Regions from separate parts of the Mus musculus genome. Here regions 2, 3, 4, 5, 6 and 7 are each linked to region 1. A link is a contact called in public ChIA-PET, HiChIP or PLAC-seq and promoter capture Hi-C data. All regions are on one chromosome and are shown on one strand. Each heading gives the region's core, a stretch centred on a gene start, on an enhancer-like site or on the middle of the called end of the contact. The rest is flanking DNA. Distances are from core to core; before and after follow the strand shown. Region 1 holds the start of Fcho1 (FCH domain only 1). Region 2 holds the start of Sin3b (transcriptional regulator, SIN3B (yeast)). Region 3 holds the start of Kcnn1 (potassium intermediate/small conductance calcium-activated channel, subfamily N, member 1). Region 4 holds the start of Smim7 (small integral membrane protein 7). Region 5 holds the start of Slc5a5 (solute carrier family 5 (sodium iodide symporter), member 5). Region 6 holds the start of 1700030K09Rik (RIKEN cDNA 1700030K09 gene). Region 7 holds the start of Ap1m1 (adaptor-related protein complex AP-1, mu subunit 1).

Region 1 (3,204 bases), core at 205-2,704:
CTTTGAGCACCACTGTGTACCCAAGTCCTTGGGGTGCTAGTGACACTGGTCACACCCTTCAAAGACATCTCACTGCCTCCTTGGCTGTGACCCCATTTAATGAATGCAATATCATAATTACTATCATAGGAGTGGGTGTTTACGGCGCGCTGTCACTCCCACAACCACCTCTGATCTTCCTACAGACTTTCAGTCCACTTCACAGAAGGCTCAGTTTAAGTCCAGTCTGGGCACACAAATTTGGGGGTGTCAGGCTTCCTGCCTGGGACTCACCCTACTATCCTGCAAGAGGCAGGGACTAAGACCTGACCTTCCACTTGGGACCCCGCCCAGGAACCAGCCTAGGAACCCTATTGTAGGTGATGGTATGTGGGTCAGGGTGTGACCTGGGCAGCCACATGGGTGGGACCACAGTGACAAAGTCTGGGTCTTGATTGGAGGCCCGTCCATCTTATGGTCAGATAGAAACTGTCCTCTGCTGGCCTTAGGTCTCGCTGCTCCGCCCCAGGCTAGACTGTATCCATCAATCAAAATCATGGTTTGTTTTGTTTATGCTTTTTTAATGAGGCAGAGTCTGTGAATGTAGCCCAGGCTGGCCTCAAGCTGCAGATCTTCCAGCCTCAGCCACCAGAGGATTGTAATGACCACACCAGGCTCAACCCCTTTTAAAGTGCCAAAACCAGAGTGCCCTAACATTTGACTAAAGATTGTGGTCCCCATCTGGAGAAAATGGGGCACAGGTGTTGGGAATTTGAGACAGATAGTCTGGCTTCCTCAACCTCTATATTCTGAGGAGGAGACTAAGGATCAGGGAGGTGCTGTCACCTGCCCAAGGTCACCATGAAGCAGGTCCTGCGACGCTGAGGGCAAGTGGAGGGGCGGCCATCCCCGACCTTCTCTGCACCCCATCCTCATTCACCTAGACTAATTCTGTCCCTTGGAGCAGATGCCGGCTGCCCCCCTAACAGGGCGCGGGAGTCCCTGGTGCAGGCTCCAGGCCTCTCCAGGCCCCGTTCCCCCGGGAGGGGATCCCGCGCTCCATACTCCAGATACCCCGCAATTCCACCACACTCGCCCTACAGAACCCCCACCAGCCTACCAACCCTAGAGCGGGTGCAAAGGAAAGGAGGAGACCCTCGTTCCCAGGCGAGGAAGAGGGGCAGCGAGGGAGGCGGCCCCCAGCTTAGGGCCAGGCTAGAGACCCGGAAGAGGGATTGGGGGTCCTGGGGGGGGTCTCAGCCTCCCAGCCCAGGATTGAGAGATGCCATAGAGTGGCGCCCCGCCTTCTGCAGACGGCACCTGCGCTCGGGCCGGGTCAGGATGGAGGCTGCGTCCCCGCCCCGCACCCCGCCCCCGCGTCCTGCACCCCGCACCCCGCACCGGAGCCCCGCGCCGGGGACACTCACCGCCTCTCGCGGCGCTACCTGCGCGCTCCAGACCCGCGCCCCGCCCTCCCCGCGCGCTGCGGAGCGCGCTGCTGGCCCCGCCATGGGTGTGGTCAGGAGGAGCTCCGCCCCGCGGTGCTTCATAAACCCTGCACTGGTTGGCTGAGCCTGGAAATTCATCCGCAGGCTATTTGCATATTTTAAAGTGACAGGAGAAGCTCCTTGATCTCTGCACCTGTCAAGTCTCTCGGGAGACTGGGAGGGAAAGAGGGGATAGCTTTTATTAAGTACCTACTGCATACATGGCTCTTTGGAGAACCCCTCCGAGGCTGTGAATTAGGTGACATTTAATATTGAGCCTCATTTTACAAACAAAGGAATCAAGGAACATGGCTAGGAGTTGCTTTGGAGGTCATATAGCAACTCTGGTCTATCCATTCATGTGACATGCCATTTATTTATTCAGGCTGTGTGCTGGTGATGAAGCCAGGCTGCCCCAGCATTAAGCAAGAGCCACATGTCCACTCCACTCCCATATGACAACTTCGAGAGACTTAACTCCCCGGCCTGGGCTCCGTTTCTTGTTCAGGGTCACATGGCAGCATGATGATCCTCAGGACTACTGAGCCATCTCTCTCCCTGCCCCAGAAGCACCTCCAAGGAAGTGGGACCACTGGCCTGGGCACAACCAGAAAGCTAAGTGCCCTTCATCTCCAGTACATGCCCCTGCAGCCTTGGACCCCAGACACCTCAGTTTGGGCATTTTCCTGTGGTGGGAATCAAATCCAGGTCCATCCCAGACTGAGGCTGCCCCACTTCTTACTTGAACCATCTACTGCAGCTCTGCCCCAAATGATGCCGGGTTCTGATGGCAACCATACATAGCTAAATACTAGCTTCAGGGCCGGTGAGATGGCTCAGTGGGCAAAGATGCTTGTAGCAAAGCCTGGATTTTTTGAGAGAGTCCTGAAAAGTATCCTCTAACCTGTGGCATGTGCACACTACCAATGAATCAATTAATCAATTTATGCATCAATTCAAACAATAAAGATTAAACATTTAGATAGGCCCCACACCCAGCTGACTGGTGACCATCTGCCACAATTGGTAAGATAGCCCGCTCTCCATTCTCCATGCTGTTCACATTTTTCACATGTCCTTTTGTTGGCCCAAGAGCCCTCGAGTCACCTTTGGGTTCTGGGATTTGAGAATGGTAAGAAAAGCATCTCTCTCTCTCTCTCTCTCTCCCTCCCTCCCTCCCTCCCTCCCTTCCTTCCTCCCTCTCTCTCCTCCCCATATGTGTGTGGATGTGTGCATGCATGCCATTGCTGTGTCCAGAGCTGGAGTAGGGTGGGTTCCAGGGGCTGAAGCAAAGCCATCAGAGTCGGATGGAACAGGTTTTGACCTGTGATCACTGTCACCTGTCATTGACTGGTTCTAGGCAGGTGCTGGTCTAGAACTCAAGACTTCCCAGGCCCTTTCAGGGGTGTGCACCCCCATAGCAGCCCTCATTCTCGACATGACTCAGTCGTATCTCCGTGATGAGGACACAGGAAATGGGAGAAAGTTTCCCCGAATGTGGACTATCAGGAGGAAAAGTGTGATTGTAATTGTGTGTGTGTGTGTACCATTTATACACATATCTCAACTGGTGACTATTTGATGACCGTGTGTCAACATGACACAAGCTAGAGTCATCTAGAGAGGAAGGAGCCTCAGTTGAGATAAAGCTTCATGAGATACAGCTGTGAGGCATTTTCTTAATTAGATATTGATGGGGGCAGTATAGCCCATTGTGGGTGGTCATCCCTGGGGTGGT
Region 2 (3,204 bases), core at 270-2,769, 1.0 Mb after region 1:
TGTGTGTATGGAAGCATGTGGGGGCCAGAGGTCCACATCAAGTAGTTTCCTCTTCTGATTTCCACCTTGTTTAAATTTAAAAGTTGTTTTATGAATATATGGATATTCAATTGGCATGTATCACATGTGTACCACATGTGCCTAGTGTCTACAGAGGTCAGTGAAGGTGCCAGATCTCCTGAAATTGGAGTTACAAGCAGTTGTGAGCCACTATGTAGGTGTTTGGAACGGAGGATAGGTCAGCCTGGAAGCAGAGGTCCCATGATCCAGGTTTGCACACATTTGTGAACGGAATCAAGGAATGTCACTCTGAGAGGAGTTAATGGGTAAAGAGCTTGCTCTAAGCAAGCAGGAGGATCCAGACTAGGGGCTGTGACCCCAGCACTACTGTGGAGACAGGTGGACCCATGGCCACTGTATCAAGTGAAGACAATGAGCTACAGGTTCAGTAAGAGATGCTGCCCCCAAAACACAAGGGCTGGGTGATAAAAGATTGTGCCCATCTCTGGTCTCTGTACACACACACACACACACACACACACACACACACACACAGGAGTGAGTTTACCTACACATATGTACACACACGTGCACACACACACATACACACCCAGTGCAAGAATTCAGTCCACATGGCTCTTGAATGGATGCTGCTCACCTACAGCCCATTGCTGTATCAACCTCACAGAATAGACATTCAGAAACTTGTTCCAGAAAGCACCAGAGCCTTGCAAATATCACTATTGAGGTCTTGGGTCAACACAGACATCTAAGCTTGTTTTCCCTCTCTCTCTTTTTGAGACAAGGTCAACACCTAACTGTCATTTTTTTTTTTAAAGATGCAGTCTTTTTTCTTTTTTTTTTTTTAAGTTTTATTTATTTAATGTATTTGAGTACACTACAGTGAAGGTTGTGAGCCTTCATGTGACTGCTGGGAATTGAATTTTAGGACCTCTGCTCGCTCCTGCCAACCCTGCTCGCTCCTGCCCAAAGACTTACTTATGATTATAAATAAGTAAACTGTAGCTGTCTTCAGATGCACCAGAAGAAGGCGTCAGATCTCATTACGAGTGGTTGTGAGCCACCATGTATTTGCTGGGATTTGAACTAAGGACCTTCGGAAGAGCAGTCGGTGCTCTTACCGTTGAGCGTTGAGCCATCTCTCCAGCCCCTAGAGATGCAGTCTTAACTATGTACCCCAGTTTAGGTTAGACCTCTCAGTGGTCTCCTCTCAGACTCCCCGGTACTGAGATCACAAGCGAGCCTGCACACTGAAATGTGAAGTTTATAGAATTAATGCGTTTTGAAATATTCTTCAACTTTGCTTTACTTTCTTTCCCTCCAACAAAACAAATCAAAAAACACTTTAGGCCTTCCAGGTGGCCACAGACCCCCAGGGCACATAAGTTGAGAAAGACCTCCCGCCCCGTCCAGCAAGGCCCTTATGTGGACACTCCCCTATTTGACGCCACGAGTCTCCACCCCCTAGGAGGCGGGGCCCGCGCAAGCGCGACCAGGGCTCAGGCGGAGGCGGGGCAGAAGCGGCTCTGACTTCCAACATGGCGCATGCAGGCAGCGGAGGCTCCGCGGGCCGGGGATTCGGTGGCTCCCGCTGGGGTCGTTCGGGCTCCGGAGGGCACGAGAAGCTGCCGGTGCACGTGAGTGATGTCCTTAGCCTCTTCCTGGGGACTCGGACCCCCGCGGGGATGGCGCCCCGCCGTGCGGCCCCGCCTTGGCCTCCTCTCTGCGCAGCCGGGCCCGGGGACCCCACACCCCTTCCGCGGAATCCTTCGGTCTTCGCGGCAGCCCCTCGGTTTCCCCCTAACAATTCATTTCCGCCGCTCCTCGGACTTCTCAGAGATACAGAGGTCTTTCTCGACATCTCTCAGTCATTCCTGCGATCCCTGTCATCCCCGGGACCCTTCGGTGCACCCCGAAAACCTTCGATCCTCCTAGTTGGCCCGTAGTTTCCCTTTTACGCCCCTCGGTCTTCCAAGGGATTTCGCGTCCTCCTCGAGACCCTTCGGTCGTCCCCGCCGGTCCTCGGTCCAACCCGGAACTCCTCGAGGCCCCTCGGGACTACCCGCAGGCTCTCGGGACTACCCGCAGGCTCTTGGTCCTACCCGCAGGCTCTCGGTCCTTCTAGTCGGACGTCGGCCCTCCCAGTAACACCGCAGTTATCCTCGCGGCCCTCTGCTGCCCCGTGCCACCCCTCTTCTATCCCTGGCCTTCCAGCCATCAGTCACTGCATCGCGCGACCCTGGCCCACCTCTGGCCTTCTTGTTCCCCACAGGTGGAGGACGCTCTCACCTACCTCGACCAGGTGAAGATCCGCTTTGGCAGTGACCCTGCCACCTACAACGGCTTCCTGGAGATCATGAAGGAGTTCAAAAGCCAGAGGTAATCTGCAGGGCCTTGTACACCCAGGAGCTGGGGGCTGAGCCCTCTAACCCCCAAACCAACTACACTGTGTCTCCTCAGCTGTTAATCATGCACAGGATTGGAGGGCCCTGGGAATCTCTTCTAAAACAGTCGCAAGATGAGGTGGTTCTGAGGAACTGATGGGATTCCTGGAAGGGGTGAAGGAATTGGGGAATCGAGGCCTGAACAGGGAGTGTTGGGTGTAGTCTTTATTTAAAATGTTGATTTGGGGGTGGGTAAGATGTCCCAGAGGGTAGCAGTGCCAGCCACCAAGCCTGACCACCCGAGTTTCAGCCCTAGAGAGATGAGAATTAACTCCTACAAGTTGTTGACCTGCCCTTGAGATCTGTGGTACATGCCCAAATACAGAAAATAAATGGGGTACAGATTTTGATTGTTTGGGGAAGCATTTTTTGTTAATACTGCAGGAAAATATTACTTATGATCTCTTAGCTCTTGTCCCTACGATGCTTTTCAATAGCACTTACTAATCTGGAACCAGTGTGGTATGAACAGGAACTGTTTTGTAGACACAGAGCAGTTAGGCGTATTGGGTTGTTTCTGAGTTAATGTCCGTGTCTTCTAGAATCTTCTGGGAGGTGTGGCTTGGTTTAGGTAAGGGACTCATCCTAGTGACAGGTGGGTGGAGCTAGAACCCAGGCTGTCAGTCAGACCGCTTCCCACAGATCTTGGTACTGACCTGCCTGTCTGCTCTCAGGAAGTGTAGACGGCCTGGGCTGGTTTCTTGTGGATATTCAGGGTACTGAAGCCAGAAGAAGACCC
Region 3 (3,204 bases), core at 460-2,959, 870 kb before region 1:
GGGCGGCCTGCCTCAGGGTCCACAGGCTCCCAGCCCAGGAATCCAGGCCCGCTGCCCAGAGGCTGCCCCACGCTGCCATTGTGGCTGTGGCTACTCATGGCCACCTGCCTCCGTGGGCTGGGCGTGCAGCAGGCCCTTTGGGGCCCAGCATGGTTCCGCAGCAGAGCTTCTGAATGGACCTGTGGAGACAGCAAAGGTTGAACATCACCTTGGCCATTCCAGAACATTCCAAGGCTCAGGAGAGTCCAGGATCATCTGGAAAGTCAGTGTCTACCGACCCCTGCTCAAAGTCTGCTTCAGTTCCCCAGCGCCTAACCTCCCAGACACCAGCATGCCCTGCAATCATCCTGGCCCATGAGCACCCCCTGCCCCTCAAGCTACCAACAGCAGGTGACAAGGTGGCCTGGGTGCCTGCAAGACACACAGGTGAAGAGGCAATATGGGGCTGTGACTCAGCTGTCTGACACATATGCCAAGCCTAGGTGCTGCCATGTTGTTCCCTGAGACAGCCTCTTCCTGGGCAGGCTGGCTGGCACAGGACAGATGCAGAGCAGGCAGGGCTCAGTGACCAGTCCTGGGCTGGCTGTGTTTTGAGCCTCCAGTTAAAAGGACTGTCTGTTGCCCCAGGCACAAGGGGGATACCTCTTCTGGTTTTAAAAAGAAGAGCAAAGCTGAGGGAGGTTGGGTGGCCCCTGGATCCTCTGCCAGCACCGAGTCAGACACAGACTAAGGGACACAGCCTGGCGGTGGCTGAGGGCAGGACCTTGACAGGGAACCAGGCTGGCTCTGCCCGAGTGGCTGTGAGCTGAGGACAGAGCTGCTTTCTGTCATGGAGCCTGGGGTACCAGCTCAGTCCGTTTTCTCTTGTCTTCTGTAATTTTATTTATTTACTTTAGAGACAGGCTCTCAATCTATAGTGCAGGTTGGCACTGTGGCAAACCCCAGGTGCTGGGATGGCAGGTGTAAGTCGCCATGCTAGGACTGGTGATACATACCTATCAAGAGGTGCTAAACAGCAAGGCTAGCCTGGCCTTTGAGGCCAACTAGGGCTACCTGAGAACCTGTCTCAAAATAAAATAAAATCGGATCAATAGGTGTCCCTTGCTGTGAGTCTCAAGGAGGCACCCACCTCCCACAACTCTTGTAGGAACCACAGTGATAACGGCTCATGACAGAAACTCCCAAGACACTAGACCTGTGTCAGGTGGCCTCCCCAGCAGCTGGTGGGGAAATGGAGTTGAGGAAGGGTGCCAGAGCTCTTCTCACCAGGCTCACTGACTCCTCAGGGTGCCCGGCTCTGCTTGCCCTTTGCACACCGGCTACCAGGGAGCTTACAAGGCCAGTCTGGCAGCCCAGGTGCTGTCACTGAGCACCTTGACCTCAGTTTAGGGTGGCCGAAGAGTGCTCATGTCACTGGCCGTATCACATCCATCCTTGTGCATGGACTTTATGGACTCAGCGTCTCCCACTCGCAATCTTCCCTCACCGGGGGACACGCGCACCCTCTCTTCTGTGTCCCTGACCCCTGACCGCGTGGCAACACCATCCCCAGCGTCGTCCCTAGTCGCATAGCCCAGGGACCCGCTATTACTGCCCCCCCAGCCCCCTCACCCCCGCTTCCTCTCGCCAATACCTGCGGGCGGGGACCTGGACCCTCGTGCCAGCGCGTCCCCGCCGAGACCGGCCAGGGAGGGGGAGCAGCGCCGCCCCGTATGAGCGGCGCCTTGGATTGGCTGAGTGCACCAGGCCCCACCCCCATGACCCCGCAGGCTCCGCCCATGCTTAAAGCTCCCTCCTGGGCACTGGGCAAGAATAAGAACCCCGGTGATGGGCATCTGTGCACAGGCAGCTGGCTATTGCAGGTGATCCTGCACACCTGGACCTCATCTCTGGGGACAGACAAGCCCGCTCACCTCAGGGACCCCGATCTTAAACCCTATTAGCCTTGCGGGCAGAAAGAGCTCCAGGCAGCTGCAATCATCAGGGCTGGGGAGACCCCCGAACCTGCTCTGCCCCCATCATTCAAGCCAAACTTACAGAGCTCACTCATGAAAGTTTTTGTTTTGAATCAAGGTCTCACATAACCTAGTCTGGCGTCAAACTCACTGTGAAGTACAGGCTGCGCTAGAACTTACCAGGGAGTCCAGGTTAGCCTTGAGTGGCCTTGAAGTTCTGTTCCTTCTCCCTTCACCTCCTGAGCGCTGGGACAGTTTTGGGCCCCCCTTTCCAGCTCATGCAACATTTTTTGTGGTCTTGGGTTTTGTTTGTTTGTTTTGATAGCTCTGTAGCCAAAGCTGATCTTGAATTTACTCACTGAAATCCTCCTCTCAGCCTACTTCCTAAGGTGCTGGAGTTTCAGGTGTCTTCTAAGACATCCCAGAGACCAAGGAGTCTAGTCTCCGCCCCTTCAGTCACGTGATTACTGACAAGCTGGGGAGCTGAGGTTTGCCTGCAGCCGAGCGATGAGTGTGTGTATCCCCTCCCTAATCCCCTCCCCACCCCCACCCCAGCCACCCAGCTCCTGCTTCTTCCTGGCCCAATGTCTTTGCAGTTTAGAGGGCCTCAGGAAGGACTGAGGGGCAGATGTGTGGCCAGCAAGTGGCCTGGGAGCAGTGACAGCACTGAGCCCCAGCAGAGCCACCAACAGAGTGACAGTCCAGGTGTTGGGGACCACATCTGCACTATCCACATAGGTGGAGCCAGATGGAACCAGCCTGGGGTGATAGATGTAAGCAGGTTCCAGGAGACACCACAGAGGGACAGGCCAAGAGCACCAGGTTCTGCCTCCAGCCCCTAAACCTTCTGCATGTGGCCACCTCAGCCTGTGGCTGTGGGCCTTCCCTGCCTACCCCCTACCCAGGAATTGTTTTGCTTTTTGTTTTAGAAAGGGTTTCATATCTGTGAGGCTCAGACTTACTATAGAGCTGAGGATGGCCTGGAACTGGCCATCTTGCCTCTACCTCTCAGGTCCTACCTGACAGGATAGGCCTGGGCCACCAAGCCCCATTTGTTCCGTGCTAACAACAGAAGCCAGGGCGTCATAAACACTGGCAAAGCACTCAGTCTCCTGAGACACACCTCAGCCTCTCACAGCCCCCAGGGATTGGGGGCATGCCCCCGTTTGTCATCAAAATTGGGGTGCTCACTGTCCATCTAGCTCTCCTCCAGGCGCCTGTCTCAACATGCACCCCCATGGTGCCTGTG
Region 4 (3,204 bases), core at 292-2,791, 850 kb after region 1:
AAAGGACCTCTGCCATGTCACATCAACCCACGCTGGCGGCGGCAGCAGCGGCAGCGGCAGCAGCGGCAGCAGCAGCAGCAGCGGCAGCGGCAGCAGCACCTTCCTGACACCCACTTTCACTATCCCTCCAGAACACCCTCTGAATCGCCCTGGGCTGAGTCCCACAGGGCAGGATCACTTTCTTTACCCACACCCCGACAGAGCAGTCAGCTAAGTGGCTGGCAATATGGTACGCACTCAATAAAGCTGATGAACAGAGCATGGTGGAGTACTCTTGTCATTCAAACACCTAGGAGGCAGAGGCAGAGGCAGAGGGAGCAGGCATTCAAGGCTAGTCATGGCCCTCTAATACCACATCTCAACAATAAAAAGGAAAAAGAGAGGAAAGCGCAGGTTGGTGAGAGAGAACAGGCACCCTGGAATCGACTTAAAGTGTTGAAGGTAGAAAGACATGCTTACCTGTGCTGGGTTCCTTCGATTCTTCCCCAAAGCCTTGTGTGTCCTTCTTTTTCCTATAAAGAACAGCAGATAACTCCAGCTTTCCGTGAAACATAAACACCATCGGATTTCCTGACCCTGACACTCAGCTAGGAAGGGCATGAACTTCAGCTCTGCCCCCGACTTGCAGTGTGACCTGGGGCAGTGATACAACCCTCTGTGAGACACTCTCAACCAGCCTAGTCCATCACAGCTGGGTGTGCAGCCACAGACAGGATAGAGTGGGTCCAAGAGCCAGAAAGGCATTCTTGAGGGATAAGCCTGAGCATGAGGCTCTTTGGAGATGCAAGCAATCCCAGGGTGCAGATTTTTTTTTGTTTGTTTAATATTAATCTGCAAGTAAGAATGAGTGTGCCGGGCCGGGCGTGGTGGCGCACGCCTTTAATCCCAGCACTTGGGAGGCAGAGGCAGGCGGATTTCTGAGTTCGAGGCCAACCTGGTCTACAGAGTGAGTTCCAGGATAGCCAGGGCTACACAGAGAAACCCTGTCTCGAAAAACCAAAAAAAAAAAAAAAAAAAAAAAAAAGAATGAGTGTGCCATCCCGCAGCAGTTGTGTGGAGATCAAAAGGACAATCAACAGGATTTCTACCATGGGGGATCCGGGAATCGGACTCAAGTAGTCAGGCTTGGCAGCAAGCGCCTCTGCCCGCTGAGCCGTTCCCTGGTCTAGAGAGTACAGATTTAAAGATCCTGGAGTGATACAGAACTGTCAGAGCCTGGTGAAGCAGCGCGGAGGCGTGGCTAGAGGTAGGATTAGTGGGGCGTGGAGCATGCACAGGGCGGGACTGGCGGTGACCAAGGGTGTGGGCGGGGACTGGCTGTGGGAGGGCCTGGCTGTCTGGGACACCGCCTGTCGCGGCCTACTCACAGTTTAAAGTTGAGCACAGCCCCGGCGTTCATCAGTAGCGTCCTGCGGAGGGACAGTAACGGTCAGTAAGGGTCACCCCCACCCCTCTGACTGCCACTCTCCGACCTCTAACACCCCTCATTCATATTACCCGAACAGCAGTATGTCTCCGATCATCCTTACACCCAAGGCGTCCGTCAAACCGGAAACGGAAGCCGTGATGAGGGGCGGAAAGTGGAACGAGAACTGACCAATTCTGAATCAGCATTGGTTGGGTTCGACTGAGGATGTAGCATGATGTCACCTACAGGGCGGAGCTTGGGGTGCGCGCGCGCATGCTCAGTGTTACGTGCCACAGCTGGTCCCTGCTGTTGATGCCGCTCGGGGGTTGGTTGGGCTATGGATTCCGGGCTACAGAAATTGCGCCCTTGACCCTTGAGCCGCCCGTGAACGGCTTGGATATGGATATGGGCGCGGCAGATGCCTGAACTCCAAAAGGACTCCACTTGGGTCCCCACGGAGAACTGCGATCCCGGCTCAGAGTGCATAGAGTCAGGATGACCTCCTGCCTGAGTTGTACCTCCCACGGACCTCCCAGGTCTGACTCGAGTAACCCCACGGAGAATGAGAGTCCTGACCGGACAGACTTACAGAACATAAGGCCTGGATTAAGGTCTACAGAGGATGGATCTTAACTTGTGGGGCCTCCTGAAGCGGGAGGGTCCTAACTTAGTGGATCCAGTCTGGGCTGGGGTCCACAAAGAGGAGGGTTCTGACTTGTGGAGCCTTTTAGAGAGACAAAACCAAACAGAACGTGAGGGTTTGGTTGAGGTCCCCTTGTGGGAGGCGGGGTTCTGACTTTGGATCCTCAGGAATGAAACATGATATTCTTGGCTGAGATCTTCCGAGGGCGCGGGTTTTGAGGGAAATAGGGGTCCTGAATTGGTTAGTCCCATGGAAAAGGGACAGGATTCTAACTACGCAGATGTTTAAGGACAAGATTCCCTCTTGTGTGTGCTGGATGCAGGGGACAGATCGCCTTTTTGGCTCTGTTGAACGAGTTCTGACGTCCCTACGGCCCCGCATTTTGGGCTCCCGGCTGCTAGGAGTCCCCCACCACCCCTCCTCTCCCGAGGGGTGGGGGCAGGCGGGGGGCGGTGCCTGGCAGTGGGGCGGGCTCAGTGGCGAGGGAGCATTCGTCGGGCAGCGGGGCGCGGGACGCACGGGGCCGGGGAGGCGCCCTCCATCGCCATGGACCTGATGTCAGCGCTGAGCCTGGGCGAGCTAGCGCTCAGCTTCTCGCGGGTGCCGCTCTTCCCTGTTTTCGACCTCAGCTACTTCATCGTCTCCATCATCTACCTGAAGTATGAGCCAGGTGAGTCGAGGATTGTAGGAGTTACCAGGAGGGAGGTTGCCCCTAGCTTGATGATGGAGACGAAAGGAGGAGACAGGCTAGATCCTGGAGCTGGATGGGGGAGGAGGCAGAGGCTGAGATCGTGGAGTGCTCCCACGCTCGCGCAGGTGGAGGAGCGAACCCTGGGGACAGAGGCGCTGTGGAAAGGAGGCTGCAAATGAGGTGGGAGGGAAGAAAAGGAGCGCTCTTGTTTACGGTTAGGAGGACAGGTGCTGCGGGGTTGGGGTTGAGGGCGGGGGCAACGAAAAGGCCAGAGTCAGGTTAGAGCAAGGATTCCTGAACTTAATCTTGGGCAAGGGGGATTGATGGTGGCGAAGGTTCCAAATCAAGGATCGGACCTGCCTGGGCGAGGGTCAGATGTTCTGGACGTCAGCTGCCATGACCTCCCTTAACGCCCTTGAATTGACTGCCTGGTGACTATATAAGGACTGGCCATGCTGGGTG
Region 5 (3,204 bases), core at 509-3,008, 830 kb before region 1:
GTAGGAGAGGACACGGGCACAGTTAGGCAGGCTGCGGCTACCTCAGGTGCCAGGAAGCTGGAGTGGTGCTGCCTGCCTGAGGTTTTCCGCGTGTCAGCCACCACAACCCACTTACCACGGTCGTGTACAAGGTGCAGATGATTCCTGTGGACAGGAGCGATGCCCAGATGTCCAACCCGGTCACTGCAAAACACACCCCCTGTCAGGTCTCCCTCATCCTGCCTGCTCATGTAGGGTCCAGCCTGGGCTCCTGGCCCCTCCCGCTCCCGACAGCCAGACCTTGGTTCAGGATGAGCGCAGGTGCGTAGATCACGATGCCAGTATACAGCATCTGTGGGTGGGGAGGTCGGTGATGGCAAGGGGCGGGCAAACGGGTTGGAGGCAGAAAGAAGAGAGCGCGGATCAGGCAGAAAGGGCGGAGCCAGGTTGCAAGAAGGTGTTTTTAGGTAGGATGGGGTGGAGCTAGGTGAGAGGGTGCCCATAGGCAGAATGAGGGCAGAGCTATAGGCGTGGTCCTTGTATGTCCCAGAGAAGCTTAGCTCAAGCTGGAAGGGGGCGGGGCCAGGTAGGATGAGGGGTGTGGCGTGAGGTCAGGTTGGAGCGGGCTATGATAATTGCTCGTGTGGGCGTGGCAGGGCGGGCAGCTCGCTCACCGTGGCCACCAAGTACTGCAGCGTCCCGCAGAGCCGGACCGCTCGGCTGAAGCGCAGTTCTAGGTACTGCAGAGGGAGCCAAGGGCTGGAGGTTACCGGGCAAGTGACCCCTCAGCCATCCTCACTGTTTCTACTCTGTTCCGGAGTGCCCAACTGAGCTTACAGAGTCTCTGTGTAGGTTAAGCCGGCTTGGAACTCGCAGCAATCCTCCTGCCAAAGCTTCTCTAGTACTGAGATATCACACATGGGACTTCATATTGTCGCTACACTTGTTGGACCGTTGTTTCAGGGTGCCTAGTTGCGCCCTCAGATTTGAAACTGGGGTATCCCTAGGGAGTCCAAACTGGCCTGGTACTCATGGCAATCCTCCTGCCTCAATCTCCCTAGTGCTGAAACTGCAAGTGGATGCTATTCCGTTTTCACTACAGTTGTTGAGCGTTTGGGAAATCCTACACCTCACTGCAGGCGTTTGAACTCTGTCGGGCGCCGGTGGGTGGCTGGTACGGGCACTCGCAGGGACAGGTGTCAGCGGGAGGCCACTGCCCCGAGGCTGCTGCGAGCTGTGGGGCCCGGACTGGCTCTTCCTCCTTCCTGGCCCTGCCCGGTGCCCGCGGCATCTTCCCGGAACCTTCCCATGGGACCAAGTCCCCTACCTGGTAGGTGCTGGTAAGGCCCAGGCGGTAGAAGATCGGCAAGAAGAGCAAGGCTGTGAGCAGCGAATTGAGCAACTGGCCCACGCACATCCACAGAAACTTGAGACCGTAGCGCGCTGCCTCCGCGGGGACCCCGAGCACCTGCACAGCCGACATGAAGCTAGCGGCCAGCGACAGCCCCACAGGCACTGCCGCCAGCTGCCGGCCCCCGGTGAAGAAGTCGTCGGCGCTGCGCTGGCCGCCGCGGGCCAGGCCGACCCACAGACCGATGCCCGTGGACACCAGCAGCATGGTCGCGAACACGCCGTAGTCCCAGGGGCCGAAGGTGGCCCGGGCCCCTGCCTCCGCGCCCTCCATGGAGACAGGTAACTCGGAACGGAGAGGATGCGGAGGACGTCGGGGACTCTCAGAGCGAGCGTCGTCGCAGCGCGAGTTCCTGCTGGGCCGTCGACCCACAAGCTTTTCGCGCGGCGGATTTATTGGGCTCCGGGGTCAGCGCGGCCCCGCCCCCAGCCTGGGAGGCGGGCGCGACCCGCACCCTTTCCGTCCTGGGGCGAGCGGGCCTTCAGGGGTGCGGGCAACGGGGTTGGGGGGACACTAGCGTCTCCTGACACTTTCTCCCACATCTAGGGCTTGTTCCGTGTAGAGTTGTGAACAGACAGGAAGGGCCTTGGACGGCTCAGACCTCCGCTCCCCTCTGTTCACACAGCCTGCGGGAGTTAGGAACCAGAGCTACGAGGAACCCAGGACTGGGGTTCACTTTCGGGGACTTCCGGGCCCCATAAGGAAAAACGAGACTCGAGCCTTCCCCCCAGAGAGCATCTGCCTTTCTCCGCAGCGTGGGAGAAGGAACTGTCCACCCTTGCTAACCCGGTGGGAGGCACTCAGGTTCTCTTTGGAGAATTTCTTCCTTCTGTTTAGGACTCAGTTTCCCTACCTGCACAGGGCAGTCTGGACCTATGGTTGTATGTGTGTGTATGTGTGTGTGTGTGTGTGTGTGTGTGTATGCGTGTACGCACGCGTTTGAGGCTGAGTCTCATGTAGCTCAGGCTGGTATGGAGTCCTGACCAAGGCCCACCCTACCGGCAGGAACACAAGTGTGCACTACACCTGACCTGGCTGTCCTCCCCTTTCCTGTTCTCTTCCTTTCTTTCCCACAGGCTGACCACAAAGGTGTGTCAATCCTGCCATGGCTTCCCTAGTGCTGGGATGACAAGTGAGGGTTCATTGGATACCCATTTCTCCCTTCTTGTCGCAGGTACTTTGGCATACCTGGGTCCAGAACAGAAGTTTGCTGATAGTGGCTTTCAAGGGACCCAGGGCTTGGGATGATGCAGAACTGTCACCGGGACCCTTTTCTGGAGAACTGGCCGTTTCTGGGGTGTTCAGGGTTGATTCCCTATTGAGCCACGTCTGTACTTCCCGGGTGGTCTGATAAGTAAAACTAAGGCACACGCCCCCTGGTGGCCTCATATGCTGTATACTGGCTGGACTGCCTGCCTGGAGGTGCTGGTTAGGAGGGAGGCCTGGCTAGGGCAGTCTCCTAAACCTAGGTGGCAGGCGGGCTTGAGGGCATTACTGATGAGGTTGAAAGGGCTTTTCTCTTCTTATTAGACTTTATTTTATATTTACATGTGGGTACACTGTAGCTGGCTTCAGACACACCAGAAGGCGGCACTGGATTCCATTACAGATGGTTGTGAGCCACATTGTGGTTGCTGGGAACTGAACTCAGGACCTCTGGAAGAGCAGTCAGTGCTCTTAACTGAGCCAATCTCTCCAGCCCGGGGTTTCAGGTTTTTGCAAGGCTTCAGAATGGGTAGAACTAAGATGAGATGACACATGTATTCTGAATGGGAAGAAGCACTAACGCAGGAGGGAGGGAAGAGTCTTCCCGA
Region 6 (3,204 bases), core at 190-2,689, 720 kb after region 1:
TTTCTAGACATTCAGAGATACATAGAGACCCTGGCTCAAAACAAACAAAACTAAAAACCTAAAGAAAATACAATTTAATTATTTATTTATTCGTTCATTTTGTGGGGTTGGGGCATGTGCCAAGGTTAGAGAACAACTTGTGGGCATAGGTTCTCTCCTTCCACCCTGTAGGTTCTGGGGATCAAACTCAGGTTACCAAGCTTGGCCACAGGCCAATCTAGCTGGCCCCACTTTTCATTTTGATTTCCCCTCTTTTTGTTTTGTGCCAAGACCTGGCTGTATCTTAGGGTGGGCCAGAGCTCACTCTATAGCTAGGCTGGTCTTGAACTTGTGATTTTCCTGCCTCATGAAGACCCTGGAGTGCTAGGATTCTAGGTTGTGCTACAGCATGGTTCCAATTTTCATGAAGTGAGATGATCTTGGGCAACTACTGAAAAATGCCAACACAGTCATTCCTGTTGACTCCAGTTGTCATTCCAGCACTTTCTGAGCACCTCCACTGTCATTCCAATCCACACTCAAGGTGCATACTGCCTCCAACATACATAGATGTGGAAAAAGTAACCAGCACTTGGGAGGCTGAGAGTTAGAGCCATCTAGGGCTACATGAGACTGCTCAAAGACTAAACCAAAACACACTTCGGTCAATTTTTTTTTTTTTTTCTTTTTCCAAGACAGGGTTTCTGTGTAGCCCTGGCTGTCCTGTAACTCACTCTGTAGACCAGGCTGGCTTCGAACTCAGAAATCCACCTGCTTCTGCCTCCTGAGTGCTGGGATTAAAGGCGTACGCCACCACCGCCCGGCTACTCTGGTCAATCGTAAAGGAATGTAAACCCAAACAGGGTATTGCAGAGCCTGCATGTGCCTCAGTGTCCTGGCTTGAACGGTGGGTGCGTTGTCAGGGTGCCATGAGGTTTCTAACTCTACTCTATTTGCTCCCGATTCTACACTAACCTTTGTCTTTCTCTTTATGCCCATAGAACTTCCCCGATGAGACTCTGAAGTGCCCAAACTGGGAGTCATTGGTGGACTGCACCCAGCGGTTCCTCCAGCGCTCTGTGGGGAGACAGGAGGGTTAGTGGTGCAAAGCGCACGGGTCCATATCATAGATGGTGGACACAGGCCACCAGCCACCACGGCAATCGCCTTCACCTCCGTCTAGAAACTCCTCCTGGAAGTACACAGTGGCTAGTGCCACGCGCAGCACACAGATGGCCCAGAGCAATGCACGAGCCGAGACCATAGCTGCACGTGCGACTTCAACTCTCTGCTCTCAGGCGTCCGTACCGCTTGACGGGCGCAACTCAGAAACTACAACTCCCGGCATGCCTTGGGATTATGACCTGGGGACGCTAATGGGTGCGCTGAAATTACTGGTCCCGTGACGCCCGGGATTGTGACCTGAGTTGCTCATTGGTGGGTGGAGCGCGGTGGCCGACGGGAAATGTAGTCTCTAGTTGCTCTGGCGCTGTCTCCTGAGGCAACCGCACACTGGGGCCTATACTTTGAGGCTGAAGCCTAGCGGGAAGAAGCCAACGCAGCTACTCAGGTGACCTCACAGTGATCAAGTGGGTTGGCAAGGGGCTTCAGGAAAACGGGCGGCATACCCACACCAGAGGTTCCTCATCTGGAGAGCGATGGGGCATGATCCCTTAGGGCTTGCAAACAATAGCGAGGAAACTGAGTATAGGCAGTGTTATTAGCATGGAGAAGAACTCCAGGTGCTGTGTGATATGGGTCCTCTCAGTTGTGTATCCTGGTTACAGGTTCCAGAGCAGGTACAGATATAGGTACGAATCTGGACGCCTGTCCTCAAATCTCTCTGAGATTCTTTGGTTTTTTTTTTTTTTTTTTTTTTTTAGATTTATTTATTTATTATATGTAAGTACACTGTAGCTGTCTTTCAGACACTCCAGAAGAGGGCATCAGATTTCGTTATGGATGGTTGTGAGCCACCATGTGGTTGCTGGGATTTGAACTCGGGACCTTCAGAAGAGCAGTCGGCGCTCTTAACCACTGAGCCATCTCACCAGCCCCGATTCTTTGGTTTTGAGCTCACTCAACCTTACCAGTTCTTATGCCTGTCCCACACGCCCTACAGCTTATTAAAAGAAATACTTTTATCTGGGTGGTGGTGGCATACACCTTTGATCACAGCACTTGGGAGGCAGGCCTGATCTAAGGAGCTCCCAGGAAAACCAGAGCTATACAGGGAAACCTTATCTTGAAAAAAATAAAAACAAAACAAAAAGTATACTTATACAGTGAAGTACTTTTAAAGGCTGAAAACACAATCTTTATTTTCCTAGAATGGCTTCCACAAGAAGACCCTTTGGCCCTCCACGTAGTGGTTTTGACTTAAGGGATATGTTCTTAGATAGCTCGAGGATGGAAGAGATCAGAAACTTACAAGCCCGAAGTCTTGGCCAAGTGACACCTGGGCAGAGCAGAATCTTAAAGAGAAACCAAACGATGGACGAGAAATATTTGATGCCCAAAGAGGAGGCCATGGCAGGGAGGGGGGTGAGTCTGGGCTTGAGGCCTCCCACCATCTCCTCCAAGACCAGAGCCAGTGAGGCCCTTAGGAAACTGGCCCAGATTGAAACCAAGATCCTGAATCGGAAGCAGGTGCCCATGGCTTGGTCTGATGTGGAGTCTGACTCCACATCCATCGAGCAGAGTCTTCCTAAGAGGACAGGTGCAGCTTCTGTTTCTTCCCAGTACCCACACAGAACTTTCCAGAAACAAGTGAACAAAACATGTGTGTCAAAGAGCGATGGGCCGAGTGGTAACGGTAGCAGGTTTCTGAAGAAGAAGGAGCTGCCCACTGAAGCGAGGTCCCCAGGGCTGGCAGTGGGGACAGGGAAGCAAGCTCTGCTGCCCACAAAGAAAGAATCTGCCAGTGACGAGGAGGAGGAAATGCTACTGCTTAGAAGCTTGATGGAATCTTCTAGAGAAAAAGAAGCAAATAGAAACCAGGAGCTCCCTGGCTCCAGTGTCAGCAGGAGCAACCTTGGAAAGGTGTTCTTGGTAACGTATTCTTTTGTTGGTTTCAAATTTTACTTTTTTTGGGGGGGTGGGGGGCAGGTTCTGGTAACAGAGCCTAGGGCTTGCTTTGTACCAAACAGCTCCTTAGCTAGTGAGCTATACCTCAGACCCCCCCCCCCCGTACATATGTCTCTGTGTGTATACCCCACATATGCA
Region 7 (3,204 bases), core at 343-2,842, 510 kb after region 1:
CATGTTAAAGATAGAGTAAATGCAGTATTCTCCACATAGAGATATAGACTTCTGAAATTCTAAGATTAGAATTACTTACAAGAAGAAGTGGGGAATGAAGAATGAAAAATTACTGGCCTCTTGTAAGAACATGAATTTTTTACCTCGGAGCCCACCCCCTCCCATCTAGAGATTGTTCTCGGAACACTCCTAAACTTTTCACCCCAAAACTCCTCACCCTAAAGTTCGAAAAAACTGTTCCAAGAACATTTTTGAGATAAAGGCCTCCTGACGTAGATTCCTTGATAGGACATGACTCCTTAGTTACCTAGATTCCTTTGGCAGAACTCCCTAGTGATGTAAACTTGTACTTTTCCTGCCCAGTTCTCCCCCTTTGAGTTTTACTATATAAGCCTGTGAAAAATTTTGGCTGACTGTCGAGACTCCTCTACCCTGTGCTAAGGTGTATGAGTTTCGACCCCAGAGCTCTGTGTGCTTTCATGTTGCTGCTTTATTTCGACCCCAGAGCTCTGGTCTGTGTGCTTTCATGTCGCTGCTTTATTAAATCTTACCTTCTACATTTTATGTATGGTCTCAGTGTCTTCTTGGGTACGCGGCTGTCCCGGGACTTAAGTGTCTGAGTAAGGGTCTCCCTTCGGGAATCTTTCACTATGTGTCACACAAGTAAAAAACCACACAAAGTAAAAAACAAAAAAAAGCCCTTGGGGCGGGGAGGAGTGTTGATGGGCTCCTTTGATCTCTCGGTGGCAGAAAGGTGGTTAAGAATGGCAGAATTTGCCGGGCGGTGGTGGCGCACGCCTTTAATCCCAGCACTTGGGAAGCAGAGGCAGGTTTATTTCTGAGTTCAAGGCCAGCCTGGTCTACAAAGTGAGTTCCAGGACAGCCAGGACTATACAGAGAAACCCTGTCTCGAAAAAAGAAGAATGGCAGAATTAAAATTTAATCAGCCTTACTTTGGTTTTGTTTTTTTGAGACAGGGTTTCTCTGTATAGTCCTGGCTGTCCTGGAATTCACTTTGTAGACCAAGCTGGCCTCGAACTCAGAAATCCGCCTGTCTCTGCTTCCAGAGTGCTGGGATTAAAGGCGTGCGCTAGCTACCACGCCCGGCTCAGCCTTACTGTGAATTAGGCACAGGCTAAGTTACACACGTGCTACCCTGGGTTCACTGGGGCAAGACGGGTGAAGCCCAGTCAGTTGAGAGGTTGACAGTGACAAGTGATTGCTGATAAGGCTGGATTGCCATTGGGAGACTGACTTCCTTTAAGCGCCACCTAACGGCGAGTCACAGTCAGTGACGGGATATTAGTTTACTTGACTTCTGCAGAAAGCAAGGCTGTCTCGAAAAAACAAAAAAAGAAAAAGAAAAAAAAAGGCTCAACTCCAAATCGGTTCCGCTTTCAGCGTCTTCTCACAGCAACAGGCTTGGAAGCGTCCACCTTCATTCCACAGCTAGTCCTTCAGGTACAAGGAGTAATGACAAAGCTGCCCCGCCCTGGTCCTCCAGGCCCCGCTCTTCAGGAAGGCCACGCCCCCTGACTTCCGGCCCGTTTGAGCTATGGGTGAAAAATACTGCCAAAAAGTTCCTACTGCGCTTGCACTCAGTTACGCGCCTGCGCACTTGCGGCTCCCTTCAGACCGGACATAACGGTCCACGCGCTGCTTCATGGACCGGAAGTGGAGGGGAAGTGTCTCGGGGCGCGCCGGGCCTTGCTGAACGCCCGCAGTTCCTGCCGTTGCCGCCGCCCTCGGCTACTGCCGAGACCTTCCAAAGCCGCCATGTCCGCCAGCGCCGTCTACGTACTGGATCTGAAGGGCAAGGTACTGAAGGGTTCGCCACCCTCCGCGTTGCCAGGCAACCAACGGGCCCTCGCCCTGTCAGGACCCACCCTGTTGCTAGGCAACTGGCCGACCAGCCCAGCTAGGGCGTCAGGCAGGCGGGGCAGCCTCACTTGCCAGCCCTACCAAGTTACTAGGAAATGGGCGGTGGTCTTTCCGCGAGTCCCGCCCCATTGCTAGCCAACTTGGTGGGCTGCGGTTGCTAGGTAACTGTCCGCTTTGCCCCTTTCCCTTTTTGTTCGCCTGGGTACCGGACTCTAGCTTCTCCTGCGAACTCCTGTAGCAGGACCCTGCGCCCCGGGGACCGTGCGACCCTTGGCCAGAGGCGTGGCGGGAACTATGGCCTTAGGTCGGTCCCTCGCTCCACAGGCTTCAGCGTTCCCTAGAGCCACTGAGCTTCCTATGACATTAAGAGAAGCGGATGATAAAAGTGTGGTTTTAAGAAGGGCGTGGTGGCGCACGCCTTTAATCCCAGCACTCGGGAGGCAGTCAGGCGGATTTCTGAGTTCGAGGCCAGCCTGGTCTACAAAGTGAGTTCCAGGACAGACAGGGCTATACAGAGAAACCCTGCCTCGAAAAACAAAAACAAACAAAAGTGTGGTTTTAGAGGGGGAAACAGTGCCTAGAGTCACACTGATTACTGGGAAGTAGCGGCCTGGAAGCATCCTCGCCAGGCAGGTGCTAAGCCCAGGGCCACCGTGGGTTAGCCTAATCTGTCATAGCTCAACTTAGTCACTTGGAAAAAACAGAAATAGATGAATACCTATTGGGGCCATGTCTTCATAATGGACTAGCAGCTGCAACTGAAGAATCAGGGAGAGCTATCCTGACTGGGAATAACAAAGACTGCTGAGACATGAAGGCCCTGCACAGAAACAGGACCCTGGCATCTTGCCCAGCGTTATCTGAGAAAGAAATCTTCATTTGTGTGTTTCTGCGGGTGTGTGGAGGAAGGAGACCCCTGCTACTCTTACATGGGCTCTTGTTATCGAACTCGGGTCACTAGACTGATTGAGCTAGGCTGCCTGAACCGTTAAAACGCATGGATCTGCCTGTCTGTACTTCCCAGCAGAATCTGACTTTTTCCCTCTCTTGGTTTTATGAGACAAGTTTTCTCTGTGTAGCTCTGGCTGTCCTGGAACTCACTCTGTAGACCAGGCTGGCCTTGAATTTAGAGACTGACCTGCCTCTGCCTCCCAGGTGCTGGGATTAAGGTATTTGCCACCACCACCTGGTAAGCACCTGGCTGTTACCTGGGATTTGGGTATAGAGTTCAGGTCGGATATTTGGAAAATACAGACTGAGCTGTCTCCCTAGCATAATGGATGGTTTTGTGGTGCTGAGGATAGAGCCTAGAACAACAAGCTC

What was found. Promoter capture Hi-C pulls out the DNA fragments that hold promoters and counts their contacts. ChIA-PET counts read pairs in DNA pulled down with a chosen protein or histone mark. HiChIP or PLAC-seq counts read pairs in DNA pulled down with a chosen protein or histone mark. Capture Hi-C pulls out chosen DNA fragments and counts their contacts.
Region 2: a contact with region 1 is called in an H3K27ac HiChIP or PLAC-seq map of double positive thymocytes, with 2.6 times the contacts expected there. The contact joins the promoter of Sin3b here to the promoter of Fcho1 in region 1. A contact is called at or near these places in 1 of 39 promoter capture datasets (erythroid cells) and 1 of 115 datasets of contacts at active chromatin or transcription factors (double positive thymocytes).
Region 3: a contact with region 1 is called in an H3K27ac HiChIP or PLAC-seq map of double positive thymocytes, with 7 times the contacts expected there. The contact joins the promoter of Kcnn1 here to the promoter of Fcho1 in region 1. A contact is called at or near these places in 2 of 115 datasets of contacts at active chromatin or transcription factors (double positive thymocytes and memory CD8 T cells).
Region 4: a contact with region 1 is called in a promoter capture Hi-C map of liver, with 2.2 times the contacts expected there. The contact joins the promoter of Smim7 here to the promoter of Fcho1 in region 1. A contact is called at or near these places in 3 of 115 datasets of contacts at active chromatin or transcription factors (large pre-B cells, memory CD8 T cells and pro-B cells) and 2 of 9 other capture datasets (adipose tissue and liver).
Region 5: a contact with region 1 is called in a promoter capture Hi-C map of neural stem cells. The contact joins the promoter of Slc5a5 here to the promoter of Fcho1 in region 1. A contact is called at or near these places in 2 of 39 promoter capture datasets (hippocampal neurons and neural stem cells), 4 of 484 Hi-C or Micro-C datasets (CD8 T cells, LSK cells, the MNK3 cell line and 1 more), 5 of 115 datasets of contacts at active chromatin or transcription factors (astrocytes, bone marrow-derived macrophages, double positive thymocytes and 2 more) and 2 of 9 other capture datasets (liver and macrophages).
Region 6: a contact with region 1 is called in an H3K4me3 HiChIP or PLAC-seq map of bone marrow-derived macrophages, with 5 times the contacts expected there. The contact joins the promoter of 1700030K09Rik here to the promoter of Fcho1 in region 1. A contact is called at or near these places in 2 of 39 promoter capture datasets (cranial neural crest and pre-B cells) and 2 of 115 datasets of contacts at active chromatin or transcription factors (bone marrow-derived macrophages and double positive thymocytes).
Region 7: an RNA polymerase II ChIA-PET map of memory CD8 T cells shows a contact between it and region 1, with 60 read pairs. The contact joins the promoter of Ap1m1 here to the promoter of Fcho1 in region 1. A contact is called at or near these places in 4 of 39 promoter capture datasets (the 3T3-L1 cell line, the C10 cell line, pre-B cells and 1 more), 1 of 484 Hi-C or Micro-C datasets (B cells), 5 of 115 datasets of contacts at active chromatin or transcription factors (the 230-238 cell line, large pre-B cells, memory CD8 T cells and 2 more) and 1 of 9 other capture datasets (embryonic stem cells).

What each region holds. Positions count from the first base shown.
Region 1 is chr8:71,724,227-71,727,430 of GRCm38.p6, forward strand. Fcho1 (FCH domain only 1) reads right to left here and starts at 1,455. Exons shown (of 28, transcript NM_028715.3): 1 at 1,407-1,455.
Region 2 is chr8:72,721,751-72,724,954 of GRCm38.p6, forward strand. Sin3b (transcriptional regulator, SIN3B (yeast)) reads left to right here and starts at 1,520. Exons shown (of 19, transcript NM_009188.4): 1 at 1,520-1,658; 2 at 2,294-2,400. The coding sequence starts at 1,560.
Region 3 is chr8:70,855,299-70,858,502 of GRCm38.p6, forward strand. Kcnn1 (potassium intermediate/small conductance calcium-activated channel, subfamily N, member 1) reads right to left here and starts at 1,710. Exons shown (of 10, transcript NM_032397.3): 1 at 1,634-1,710; 2 at 1-179. The coding sequence starts at 98.
Region 4 is chr8:72,569,507-72,572,710 of GRCm38.p6, forward strand. It overlaps Smim7 (small integral membrane protein 7), which reads right to left and starts at 1,542. Exons shown (of 5, transcript NM_172396.3): 1 at 1,498-1,542; 2 at 1,368-1,409; 3 at 460-512. The coding sequence starts at 1,523. It overlaps Tmem38a (transmembrane protein 38A), which reads left to right and starts at 2,317. Exons shown (of 6, transcript NM_144534.2): 1 at 2,317-2,721. The coding sequence starts at 2,598.
Region 5 is chr8:70,890,999-70,894,202 of GRCm38.p6, forward strand. It overlaps Slc5a5 (solute carrier family 5 (sodium iodide symporter), member 5), which reads right to left and starts at 1,759. Exons shown (of 15, transcript NM_053248.2): 1 at 1,307-1,759; 2 at 654-719; 3 at 280-331; 4 at 116-183. The coding sequence starts at 1,663.
Region 6 is chr8:72,442,441-72,445,644 of GRCm38.p6, forward strand. It overlaps 1700030K09Rik (RIKEN cDNA 1700030K09 gene), which reads left to right and starts at 1,440. Exons shown (of 8, transcript NM_028170.2): 1 at 1,440-1,549; 2 at 2,310-3,030. The coding sequence starts at 2,311. It overlaps Calr3 (calreticulin 3), which reads right to left and starts at 1,338. Exons shown (of 9, transcript NM_028500.3): 1 at 1,153-1,338; 2 at 955-1,056. The coding sequence starts at 1,243.
Region 7 is chr8:72,238,426-72,241,629 of GRCm38.p6, forward strand. It overlaps Ap1m1 (adaptor-related protein complex AP-1, mu subunit 1), which reads left to right and starts at 1,593. Exons shown (of 12, transcript NM_007456.5): 1 at 1,593-1,818. The coding sequence starts at 1,777.